Regions from separate parts of the Mus musculus genome. Here region 2 is linked to region 1. Evidence: chromatin contacts called from public promoter capture Hi-C data. All regions are on one chromosome and are shown on one strand. Each heading gives the region's core, a stretch centred on a gene start, on an enhancer-like site or on the middle of the called end of the contact. The rest is flanking DNA. Distances are from core to core; before and after follow the strand shown.

What was found. Promoter capture Hi-C pulls out the DNA fragments that hold promoters and counts their contacts.
Region 2: a promoter capture Hi-C map of trophoblast stem cells shows a contact between it and region 1, with 2.4 times the contacts expected there. The contact joins the enhancer-like site here to the promoter of Spdl1 in region 1. A contact is called at or near these places in 7 of 39 promoter capture datasets (the C10 cell line, embryonic stem cells, liver and 2 more), 1 of 484 Hi-C or Micro-C datasets (nephron progenitors) and 5 of 115 datasets of contacts at active chromatin or transcription factors (the 230-238 cell line, embryonic stem cells, extraembryonic endoderm stem cells and 1 more).

Annotation. Positions count from the first base shown.
Region 1 is chr11:34,829,847-34,836,394 of GRCm38.p6, forward strand. Spdl1 (spindle apparatus coiled-coil protein 1) reads right to left here and starts at 3,795. Exons shown (of 12, transcript NM_027411.2): 1 at 3,642-3,795; 2 at 879-1,053. The coding sequence starts at 1,034.
Region 2 is chr11:35,078,663-35,085,245 of GRCm38.p6, forward strand. No RefSeq gene overlaps it. Among named protein-coding and RNA genes, the nearest start is that of Slit3, 40 kb to the right of the region's middle. Within about 2 kb of position 4,564, at least 17 of the 459 cell types and tissues checked have an H3K27ac peak or open chromatin away from gene starts, as enhancers often do. A contact at or near this core is called in trophoblast stem cells, where this site is marked.

The DNA.
Region 1 (6,548 bases), core at 2,545-5,044:
GTCAGTAGGCTACAGCAGTCCAATGGAAAGATGGCTGTGGTCTGGGCTAGAGCTGCAGTATCTTAGGCAGACATTTTGGCTGTGTGAGTTGTTTATTTTTTGACAAATTAACACAAACTTAGACATATGTGTGAGGAGGAAATCTTAGCCGAGAAAACACCTTTGTAAGACTGACCTGTATGCAAGTCTGTGAGGCATTTTATTCACTAATGATTGATGTAAAAGAGCCCAGCTCACTGTGGGTGGTGTCCAAAAACAGGCTGGCCAAGCCAGTAAGCAGCATCCATCCCTCCGTGGCCTATGCATCAGCTCCTGGCTCCAGGCTCCTGGTCTGACTTCTCTAGATGAAATCAACGGTTTCTCCTCAAGCTTCTTTTGGTCATGGTGTTTCATCACAGCAGTAGAAACCTAACTAAGATGTGAGTCAAGTCCTTTGATTTATTGATGGATAAAATGTGGGACCCCTTGACTTCAGGCTCAAGCAACTATCCAGAATGCCAATCTTCTTACCAAAGCAAGTGAACATCCAGTTAGCAGACAGAGAGTGGTTGTGTCAAGCTTGAGACGCCCATCAGTGGCAGGCACTGGAATACACTAAAGGCTTGGTGAAAGGCCATGGAGCACTCAGAGGTTTAGAACTATAAAGGAGTGAGGTCACTGACGCAGAGCATGGATTGAACCACACCAGGCAGTAAATGTAGCAAGGAAACCAGGCTGACCTCAGAGGCAACCAACTGTTGGAAAGAACACTGGAAATTCCTTTTCAACACAGTTGGGGTGGGACAGTTTAGGTCTTCAAATGAGAAAGGATAGCTACCACACAAAACAAGTTTTTAGTTCCGATGTACTTCCTTGTAAACTAGTATACTGGACCCTACCTCTGCTGTGATCATCATTTCTTCATGACATTTATCCAGTTGGCTCTGCAGTTCCGTCTGCCTCTCCAAGAGCTGTAGGCCATAGTGTGCAGCTTTCAGTCGCTCGTCTTCACACTCTTTGAGTTTGTTCCGAAGATTTGTGATATCTGCCTCCATGATGTCTGTTCTCAACCTACTGGAAAGATAAAATATAACTACGTGAGCTGAACGTGGGACTAAATGTAGTGACATCAGAGCAAGAGAAGAAACATATATGGTCAGCAGTACTGCCATAGAAAACCAAAAGGGTATTAGAATTTGATTTCTGAATTGCAGGACAATTCCTCTTATCAGTGACAGCACAGTAGGTAGTGAGAAATGGCGGAACTCTACAAAACTTGTGAAGGTCAAGTCAATACAATTTTCTGATAGGTGGATTCTGGGAGGTAAAAAGAAAAATGAATATAGCCTTCTGCCTAAGCAATTACTAGAATGGAGCTACCCTCGGCTGAGACACTGAGGTAAAAAAATGTTACAGGGAAGAAAGCAAGAATTCATATTTTCAGTATGACTTGAATATGCTGTACTAAAAATACAAATTTGGAGAGTGCCAACATTAAGTCCTTAAGATTCCTTATCACTAGAAGATGAGCAAAACTGCTGACAAGTCTCAGAACAGAAGGCTGCTATGAAGGAAAGACCGGAAGTATCCTCAGGTACTACTCAGGAAGTAAGTGGAAAGCATGTAATGTTTCTGGGAGCCAAAAAGACAAAATTCCTCCAGGAGGTGGAAAGAAACCATCACGGCAAATGATACTAAGGCAAATTAGATGAGAAACTGGAAACTGCAGGTCACTGGCCCAAGGTGGAGAAGTGAGGCAAAAGCCTGGTTAGGATAGGTTTGAGAGCCAGGCAGTGGTGGTGCACGCCTTTAATCCCAGCACTTGGGAGGCAGAGGCAGGTGGATTTCTGAGTTCAAGGCCAGCCTGGTCTACAGAGTGAGTTCCAGGACAGACAGGACTACACAGAGAAACCCTGTCTCAGAAAATCAAAACAAAACAAAACAAAATAGGATAGGTTTGAGAGAAAATAGTAGGCGATACACAGATGTGGCTAAATGACATAAAAATCAAAGTGGAGCTCCAAAGCCTAGTGTGCTAATCACTTTTCACCACAACTTCTCAAAAACCCAACCCGTATAAGGCATTTAAGTGTCAGCAAGTTCTGTGGATGAGCTAGCTATCTGAGCTCAAAGCTCACTTCCACATCCAACTGGCTACATCAATGTGAAAAAGTTTTGTGAGCATCTTGCTTCATCTATCTTAGAGATTCTATAAGATAAAAAGAGTAAAAGGAAACAAACAAACAAACAAAAACAAAAAAGCCGGGAGGTGGTGGCACACACCTTTAATCCCAGCACTCGGGAGGCAGAGGCAGGCAGATATCTGAGTTCGAGGCCAGCCTGGTCTACAAAGTGAGTTCCAGGACAGCCAGGGCTATTCAGAAAAACCTTGTCTCGAAAAACAAACAAAACAAAACAAAAACAAAAACAAAAAGAGTAAAAGGCATCTAACTAGATTAAGAACACATGAATTCTTACTAGGCATCAACAGAAATACCATGCCAGCCAAACGGATTTTAAACTTTTTTTTGGGGGGTGGGGGTAGTTACATTTTCACAAATAAGTACAAGTGAAAACATTTAACCCAAACATCCAAAATGTTACCACTGCAATCTGTAATCATTGAATAGATAAATAAACAAACCCAAGCAAAACTTTCAAGCCCAAAGTTCTCCTGCCTATAGGAGGCTCAGGGATAAAGATGGAGCAGAACCACTGAATGGCACAACTTGAAACCCATCCCATGAGAGAGAGCCAACCCCTGACACTATTAACGACCCCGTGCTATGTTTGCAGCCCTAACATAACTGTGTCTTGAGAGGCTTAACCCAGCAGCAGATGGAAGCAGAAGCAAAGGCCCATCAGGCATCAGGCAGGGCTCTGGGAGTCTCGTGAGGAAGAGTAGGGGATAGAATTGAGCAAGCTGAAGGGGTCAAGGCCACCACAGGAAGACATGCAAGTCAATCAACCTGGACCCATGGGGGCTCACTGAGGCTGAACCACCAACTAAGGAGGATGCAGGGGCTGGACCTAGGCCCCCTACGTATGTGTAGCAGATATGCAGCTTGGTCTTCCTGCAGGTCCCCTAACAATTGAAGCAGGGCTGTCTCTGACTCTGCTGCCTGCCATTGTACCCCTTACCCTACCTGGACCGCCTGGTTGGAACATGCTTATTTAACTCCGCTGGGATTTGATGTCCCAGGATGAGGTGGTACTGGGGGGGGGGGGGGACACGACTCCCCTTCTCTGAGAAAAGAGGGAGGGGTAGTAGTGGGGATAGGGATTGGGGGGCGGGACTGGGAGGAAAGTGGGGAGGGGGCTGCGATTGGGATATAATGTGAATAAAAGAAAAACAACAAAAAAAGTAAATAAGTAAAACATAAGCGAATGAGATGTTACAATGAGACTCCGTCCTGTGTGTCTGCTACATAATTGTAAGTTAATTCAGACTGCACCACTGGCTAAGGGTACTGGAGAATTCAAGACTCGGAGGTCCCAGACCACCCAGCACCGTATTTATCCTTCTGCAGTCAAACCCGCAGCGAAGCGGTCCGACCGAAGACTACACCGACCCGGAAGGCGGCTCCAGAGAACTCAGGTTCCTGAGAACAGGCGTTCCTCCCACCTCCTCCCGGTTCACCCTTCCCGACGCTCGCCCTTACCTCTCTCCTCACGCTTCCTGGCTGCTGCAACCGGAGGCCTGTCCGGAGAGCACTGGACTCCCAGATTCGTGACACTAACTCCACCTCAGCACAGAAATAACTCCCTCTTCACTCGGCAGCAGCACTGCTAAGTAAGCGCCGGGGATTTTTGAATACGGTTCCCGCGAGAACTCACGTTTCTCACGAGATGTCTTGTCCAATCCGCGCCTCCGGGGCAAACGAGTGGGGCGCCTTGCAGAGACTGCGCATGTGCATGCTCCGCGACTTGGGCTTTTGGGCGTTCCTGCTGCTTCGTTTTCTTAGAAGTGTCTGCTTTTAGTGAAGTGTGTTTCTCTGGTTTATTTATTTGTTGTCGTCTTTACCAACGCCAGTGTCGCCGGGTCGGAAGGTATTGTCAGCCCCTCGCTGGCCCGCCTGCAGTCGCCTTTAGGAGCTAAGGCGTTGAGTCTCACCAGGGCCAGCACAGTGCCACCTTCCACTGGGCTCGCCCCAGTTAGGACTGCGAACCACCCTGCCAGCCCTTGCACTTTGCGCAGAGGAAATTAAAGTCTCCTCCAAAGAAAACCTAAGTAATTCAAAATCACCGCAATAGGACTGCTATTGAGACGAACCCAGCTGGTTTTGCAGTACAGCTCGAGGGCATGCGTGTCTAAATAGAAATTCCTTGTAAACTTGCTTATTCTTTACACTTTTAAGCAATGGGAAATCTGGAGAGCTCTAGTAACTGGCACCTGGCATCATATCTTTTTTATCTATGGGCTTGGCTCTATGTCTTTTATCGTGGTTTACTGTGTTGAATCTTTGCCCTCTGTAGATGAAGGTGCCGAAGTGACACATTCCAAAAGTGAATCGGAAACTCCAGTCAGTAACATTCCCGTTTTGTTTTTCTTTATATAACAAAACGTCTGAGAAGGTTTTCACTATTCAGTTTCATCATCATCGTTATTATTTAGCTTTTTGAGACAGGGTCTCTATGTAGCCCTGACTGTCTTGGAACTCTCCCTGCAGACCGGACAAGCGATGAACTCACAGAGATCCTCCAGCCTCTGCCTCGGGAGTGCTGGGATTAGTTTGTTATATTGTACAGTAAATTGTCTCTTGACAAGATCACCAGCGTTTCTTTTTGTTTTTGTTTGTTTTATCATGAGGCCAATCCTGCACTGTACCCCAGTGATTTTTTACCTTCAGTGTCCAGTAGTCAGTGTTTATTTTTCCCCTTTCCTGCATTGCCTCCATTGAGTTTTAATATCTTGATGCTCCACACCCTTTGACTTTCTCACTTCATTTTCATTTGTAGACCGTTATTTCTGATGGAGCTAGACCAGACTTTAAAGGACTGAACTGTTTTAAGATAAACAACAATGATCCATCAAGCAGATATAATCACCACTGAGTTCTTCATTAAATGAAGCAAATTCCATTTCTTCTATCATTCTCAGATTCTTCAACTCAGGAGTCAGGAAGATAACCTCTATCGTTGGCCAGTCATGACTAGTTAATACCTGTAACTAAAATCTTTATGAATTCCTTGTTTTGTTCTTTGATTCAGAGAGAACATATTAAATCACATACTATCTCTCAGGTGCAGTGACATAGACCTTGGAAGGATGTGTGATTAAACGTACTATCAGGGAGTTGCTCACAACACAGTATATTATTTACATATATTTAATATTCTTGAGGCCTGTGCCCCCCAACATAGCTGTAGCCATTTTGTTCCATGCCTGCCAGCTCTTTCATACTGTTGCTGTGATATGCCTGCCACTCATTGGCACAGAAAAATAACTTGACTCAGAGCAAGGTCATGTTGATAACATATCTTGTTATGTTCTGTATGACAATTGTTAATCTTAAGAAATTCCACAAAGCTATAGGACCCATCAGATTAAATCAGTATGAACTGTTATGTCCAAAATAGCTTGAGTCAGAGCTGACCACTGAACAGCACTTCCAGCACCTGCACACGAGCTCATTGTGGCATTTTCCTTTATAAGCACACCCTGAGAAATGTTCGGAGTTGTAGCCTCGGCCGCCAGATTCTGAACTATGGCCCTGATCGATCAAGCTTAGGGTGTGTGTTCAGTAAACCATCCCTGTCTGACTGAGCTTGGTGTTTGTGTGGTTTGTGGGCGACTCCTGAACCCCAACAAATATATATTTAAAATCATGGCTGTAGAAATTATCACACACACAAATATACTCACATATATATTAAAAATTCATGGGCTGGCGAGATGGCTCAGTGGGTAAGCTTTGGACTGCTCTTCCAAAAGGACCTGAGTTCAAATCCCAGAAACCACATGGTGGCTCACAACCACCCATAATGAAGTCTGATGCCCTCTTCTGGTGCATTTGAAGACAGCAACAGTGTACTTATTTATAAAAATAAATAAATCTTTTTTTTTTTAAATTCATATGACCCTACATAAAAGGAAAAGTATATTTTGTCTGGATATTCATTTAAAAAGTTACAAATGCACTGGCACTAAGCAGAGTCTTGAAAGATGGCAGAAGTAAGGAAAAATGGACTCGAGGGAGAGGACCATGTTCACAAAGTCTTAAAGGCCTCTCTCTCTAATCGTTAAAGGCAGTTTATAGGAGAACATTGATTTGGGCGCGTCTTTCTACACTGGCCCACTGCATGAAAGTAACCTGGAATCATTTGCACTAAGTGGCACACAAATAATTGAGCTTCAAGACCATCTTCAGTGGCCAGATGATTCAAATCAAGTGGATGCTGAGCTGGGACCTGAAGAGGTCTCTCTGTCTCACTTGTTTCCTATTCACAAATACTTCCTGATCTTGTTGAAAGGAATTGTTAAAACCTCTTCAGATCCTGAGGACTGTTGTAACTTAGAATCATAAATAAAAGTCACTTACAATCTTTAAAGTAAATTTGTTGTGGTT
Region 2 (6,583 bases), core at 3,314-5,813, 250 kb after region 1:
TTTAATAGGGCTTACAAGATTAGGTTTTAGTTGTTGCACCCAGAGATTGAGTTACCATTGTTTCTGAAATAAGTTTGTGTTTTGTTTTCCTTCAGCGGCAGCTCGTCTGGGTTCAAGAGAGAAAGGTATGGCAACAAAGCATGAGTTTGTCTGATATGCGCCACAAAGGCTGTGGAGGATTTGAAGCACTGGGCTGGTGTGGTAACGGCCCACGAGTGGGAACCTAACAAGCTGGGTGTTTTGGAGTTCTGAGTCAGTGTCTCCATGAGATATAACAGGTCAGCCATTGCCTGCCAGTGCATGGCGGTCCAGGCTGCCAGGGCGGAGGCACAAGGGCAAGAACGTGCCAATTCTATTTTTTAAAAATATATTTCCCACATCACTCTATGCATATGTAACAGTTGTAATAGCCTGCTCTTCTCATGAAACTCCTGAGAGTGGGAGCAAGGGGGTATTTCTGACTCTGTTGCTGGCACTTGAAACCCTTTTTTCCTGCTAGGTTGCTGCATCTAGCCTCAATAGGAAGGAAGGTACCTAGTCTTACTGTAACTTGTCATGCCAAGGCTGGTTAGTATTCTTGGGAGCCCTGCCCTTTTTTGAAGAGAAATGGAGTTGATGGGGGTTTGAGGGGGGACATGGGGGGTGGGGAGGACTGGGAAGAGAAGAGGGAGGGAAAAATGCAGCCTGGATGTAAAAATAAAGTGAGGAAACCAGAAGTTTCCATCTGAGGTTCCCACTACTACAGCCTCTAGTGGCTTCTTGGGGGTTTCATGACGGAGAACAGGCTCCTCTCTGCATGGCCACCAGAGCTCTCTGTTAGATTCTGCCTCTCATCAGGCTGCCAGTCTTCCCTTCCATTCTTACAGCTTCCTCCTTCCTGGGCTTTGCACTTGCCTTCCTGTCTTCCTGAGTCCCAGTCTTGCCCTGCTGAGCAAACTCCAGTTCCCTTGATGTCTTCCTCTAAAGACTGTTTGGGGACATCTTTGTGGTTCACTTGGATTAAGCATTTCAGCTATTCCTTAAATATCCCTTCACAACCCATCCCACAACTGAAGTAGTTATAGATGATCCCTGGTTTCTGTTGAGTTTATCAAGGAGTAAATATAAACTGATATGATAAATTGAAAATATCAGTAAGTTAAAGAAGAATGCAATGTGCTATCCACCCAACAATGTAACCTACCCTACCTATCATCAATGTGCTCAGAACATTTACGTTAGCAAACTCAGGGGCAAAGGCATCCAATTAAAAGTCTATTTTACACTAAATCATGAGATGTTTCGTGTGAATATAGTGGTAAAAAGCATAACAAAACAACAACAACAAGACCTAGAATTGCTCTGTAACACTATCCCAGGAAATGATCAGAACTCATAATCTGAAGTTTAGGTTTTCTCAGTGTGCATGGTTTTGACACCACTGTAAAGTTGAAAATCTGTAAGTCAGACCACATATGTGAGGGCCATGTGTATTTGATCGCCCTGTCTCTCTTGCTAGACTTTAGAAATGAGAGAGCAGACACCAAGTCAATTTTGTCTCCCTTGTCTATTCCTGGCATTCTGACACACTGTAGGCCCTTGCTAAAGAATTCTTAAGTAATAAATATATTCTAAAATCCCCAACAAATATAGCCCCAACACATATGTTTTCAATAAATATATCTTCAACAAATCTATGAAGACGTATATACAATCCTCAATAAAATGTAAGAATATATTTTCAATAAATATGATTTATAATCCCATGTTTCATTCCTGGAGGTTGAAGAATAGGTCAGTGTTTCTAAGGCCATGTTTTTAAAACAGGGGCTGTAGTGAGGGCTGGGCTCATCAGATTTTATACAACTTAATTTGCCCCCTGTACCTTCGATCCCCTTTGGATATTTTTAGAAATTCTGTATCCAAACAAATCTCTGGGAGGAAAATTTATACTCCCACCACCACCACGTGTGTGGTGTGCACTGGAGCAGAAAAACAATCAGACATACATTCGACAGAGGAGAAAACAGCAGAGGGAGAGTCCCTGTGCAAGGCATCCAGAGGGAGCCAGCCCATCAGTTGCTTGCCTTGCAAACGACTGTTTCGTATTTGTGGTGGACCAGCAACAGCGAAGAGTTTACAGCCTCTAAATTAGGACAAAAGACTTAGAAAAATATTCTTAATAGATAATTCAGCTGAATGTCTCAGGGCCTAAGAGAGCTCAGCAGGAGACCCTCAGAATTGGTTTCCTGTAATCTGACAAATCTACCCTGATCAGCAGGCTCTCATTACCAATTCCCCGCACACATTTCATAGTCTCACACTCAGGGAGATCCTGAGTCACCAAACTGTAAGGACAAAGACCCACCGAGTGTTCAGCCATCAGCATATCCAGTGGCTTCTTGGGAAATAAACCCTTACCCTTAGGTTACACCAAGCAGCACCTTTTAAAGTATCAGTTCCTACTGTCCTGCCTGCCTAATGTGGGGTACATTACTATGGCAGAAGGAAAATATCATTTTCCACACTCTTTTCTGATAAAGGAGCTGCAGCCAGGTGTGGCATCTCCCTGAGAGGGTCTGTGCGAGTTTAGATTTTGTAAGGGGTTAGGTGGAAGAAAAGAAGGGGGTTCTCTGTGAAAGAGTCACATGAGAGAGAAGACTCCAGTGATCTAAAAAGGCAGAGGTCAAGAAGAAAGAGGCAAGATAGAATACCATGCTCTTTCTAGACGGGCAGTTGCCCTTTCTTCTAGCCCCTCTCTGTGCTGCTGAGCTTCCCTGATGCTCAGAAACGCCCCCCTGTAGCCCGGGGCACAGTCTCACAGAGCTCAGTCTTCTGGAAAACTGATCACTTCCCTAACAGCTCACTCCTTAAGGTCTGGCTCCTGTGTCAGGTTCCTTTGTCTATTGGACCTGATCAGGACAGACCATCCTTCTGGGAGAAAGCACTGACTGACCTGGCAGTAGAGTGCTTACTGGAAACAATTCCTGTTTCTGACCTAGTATCATACCTAGTATGGCTACTTCACTACCCTCCACCCCTGTCCCCGCTACTGTCCCAGGATCACCCTCTTTCTCTTTTCGTGAAGAATTTAAGACTCAAGATCAAGTAATGGTGTTCCAATATAGAATGCAATCTTTGAAGAAGACTTTTTACTTTTGTTCTTTTGTGTGAGAGCTTGTTGTTGTTTGAGACTGAGTCTTGCTATGTAGCTGTATGGTCTGGAACTTGTTATGTAGACCAGGCTGGACTCTAACTCACAGAGATCTATCCATCTGCCTCTTGCCTGGAGTACTGGAATTAAGTTGTGTACCACTGTGATTGGCCCACTAAAGAAGTTACTTGAGTGCTCAGAAACTTGCTAATCTTAAAGGTAAAATATGATCAATAACAGAACCTACTTCACAGAACTGTGAACAACGCTGTGATCTGTGAGGTGTGATGTCAACATCGCATTAGTTAGCCCACTCTTTGTTAACTTCTCCTCCTCCTGTTCTTTTGCCTTCATTTTTCTTATCATGAGGTCAGCTTCATTTAGTCCACAGATATTTACAGGGTAACTCAAAATAGATCTGTACCCAAAATGATTGTCCTATCTACTTACCAGAGGGAACAAAAGATCTGAGATATGAACCTGGCTTTGACAGCATGGATTCCACTGAGTGATCAATGTGGATAATATAAGAACTTTACTGTAGGTAAGCACAATTGCCCAACTCAAAGAGTATGGGACAACGTGCTGAGCAGAGTGAGTTCCCCAAGCCTGAGAAATCTTATCAGACAAGTTGAGAGGAGAAGGCATTCTAGATTGGCCAACAGCACCAACAGCGCACTTTAAATATGAAACCACCTAATGAGTCCAAAGGTCAGTGAGTAGGCAAGGTGACTCAAGTGTCTTGTGTGTTATGTATAGCAGTGGTGGATGGCTGAAGGAAGCCCTTACTCCAGGAAACAAGCTTGTGGGTATCCTTATAGTAGAGCCCACTGGAGTCACGGGATAAGTATGTCTCTTCAACTTACTTGCTAATTTCAAGCATGTTATCTGTCCATTTAAAAAAAAATTGAGATGTAATATGGAAGAGACTGCAGAATTTGCCTAGCAAATTTCAATTAATAGCATTGACAAATATCTTGCATTCCAAAGATATCATTGTTAAGATTCTTGTTGCTAGGATAAAATACCATGACCAAAAGCAACTTGATGAGCAAAGGGCGTGTTTCAGCTTATAGCTTACAGTCCCTCATCCAGTAAAGTCAGAGGAACTCGAAGCAGAGCCTGGAGGCTGGAACTGAAGCAGAGGTCATACTTCTGTTCAATAAGAGTGATGCTTACTGGTTAGCTAAGCCCCTGTGGCTTTTCTCAGCCTGCTTACTTATATACATCAGGACCACCAGCCTAAGGGTGAGACTGGACAATGGACTGGGTTCTCCCACACCAGTCACTAATTAAGAAAATGCCACATGGGCTTGATAATAGGCTAAGTACGAAGGCGTTTTCTTAACTGAGATTCCCTCTTCTCAGTCCCTTTAGCGTGTGTCAAGTTATCAAACACTAGCCAACACAAAGGGAAGCCTCATTACAGAACTCGGTCACCTGATCCTGAGATGACTCACAGCTAAGAGGAGAGTTTCTAGTGGAAGAAGTTGTGACTCAGAATGGACCCCACTTTTTCTGTCCGAGCCCTTTTTTTCGGGTTTCATCTACAGAGAAGATGAAGTTGTAAGAGAAGCTCTTTTTGCCTGAGGTTACAAAAGCCTTTACCTGTGGTTCTCCAATGTTTCTTATGTAAAAACTAAGGGATGGCAGGAAGTGTCATGGTGTGTGCATGGAGACTAAAAAACGTGTGTTTACTGAAGGGTTAATTAAAGCAAGGGAGGTTTGTGGGAAGCAACAATGAATGAGGAATTCTTAGGAGGCTGATTGATAGGGTAGGAGGGGCTGATTGTAAACATTCTCATAGACAATGCTAAGGAGTTGGATGTCACCCTGCAGGTGATGAACAGCCAGAGGATGGAAACATTGATTTTTATTTTAAGTAAAGGACTTTGGAAGGGATTTGTGAAGGCACTAGAGAAGTGCTGGTCTGAAAGCAAAGAAACCAGCAGGTAGATTATAGCAGCGTCATACATATAGTGTCCCTAATACAACCACCCTCCTCCTGTGTCTGTGATATTCTTTCAAAATGAAACTTTCACACTGGGTCACAAACTGAATATAGTGGCTTCATCGCTGGTGAGTTTTCTGTGCCGTATAAAAGCTTCAACTCCAGTGGTCCTGAATCCAGGCATCATTTGTGGAATGTAAAAGCTTAAGAGAGAGTCCGTCTCAGGGCTTCCAATGAACGAACGTTGCTATGGTTGTGATTCCTCCCCTCCCTGTTTACATCTTCAGCAATACTTTTCTCTCACACTAATGATATAGGGGGGGGGGGGCATTTCCATAAGTCTAGGGTGGCCAGTGCATGCATGGACCCAATGGCAGTTAGGAGTCCAAGATAAGAGTTATGGAGCTGCAAGTTCAGGGTCCAAATGGGTCCCAGGGGAGCAAGGAAAGGCCACTTGACCTGTGCAACATACCACTCTGTAGCAGAGCAGAGGGATAATTGAGAATAAATCACTAGACAACAAGCTCCAGGCATCTCAACCATATAAGCCCCCCCCCCCCAATTAACAGAGCTGCAAAAGACTACATCAAATGTTCAACATCACCATACAGCAGTGCAATCCCAGCATGTGGGAAGATGGCTACAAGTTCATGGTCAGCCTGGGCTGCAGGATGTGATGGTAGTTGCCCACTTGACAGAACTTGGAATCACCTGAGAAATGGTCTCCTGGTTGCATTAATTGTTGTGGGAGTGCCCACCTGCTGTGTGTGGCACCATTCTCTGGCTGGAAGCTTGGATTACAGAAGCTAAGACAGAGAACTGAACAGCTACCTACATCCATCCATGTCTGCTTCCTGACTAGATGTGCTGCCAACTGCTCCAAGACTACATCTTTCCTGTTGCCTCTACTTCTCCTGCCATGATAGACTACATCCTTGAACAATAAGCAGACAGAAACCTGTTCTCCCTTGAGTTGCTTTGTCAGGGCATTTTATCACTGAAACAGGGAAACAACCTAAGACACAGAGAAACCTTGACTCAAAAGGAAAAAGCCATAATGAAAAGATGTTGCATCTTCATACATGAGGATGCTTGTAAGGTCAAAAGAAACTGAGCATTGACATAAATCCTTAAGAGACAATGTTGCCATCTCTATTAACACCCAGCTCTCCACCAGAACCATCCAATGCTTATTAGAACATGAACATGCCATACTGTGTGATTCAACAGAAACCACAGCCTGAAGACATGCTCGCAGATATGTGCTATGAACCACTTTGCACATGTAGGTACAGCAGTGCAAACCGCAAACAAAACTTATTCCCATCATTAGAAGAGATGCAAAAGGACTCTAAAGTGGGGAAATATAAAGCAAGTAATATATGTGAGCAGACCCTACTCAGCAATAAATTCAAATCTTTACACTATGTTTACAGAGGAAGAAAAGCTGTAAACAGATATTCTGCCACAGGGAAAAAAGTCTTGAACTACGGAGCAAT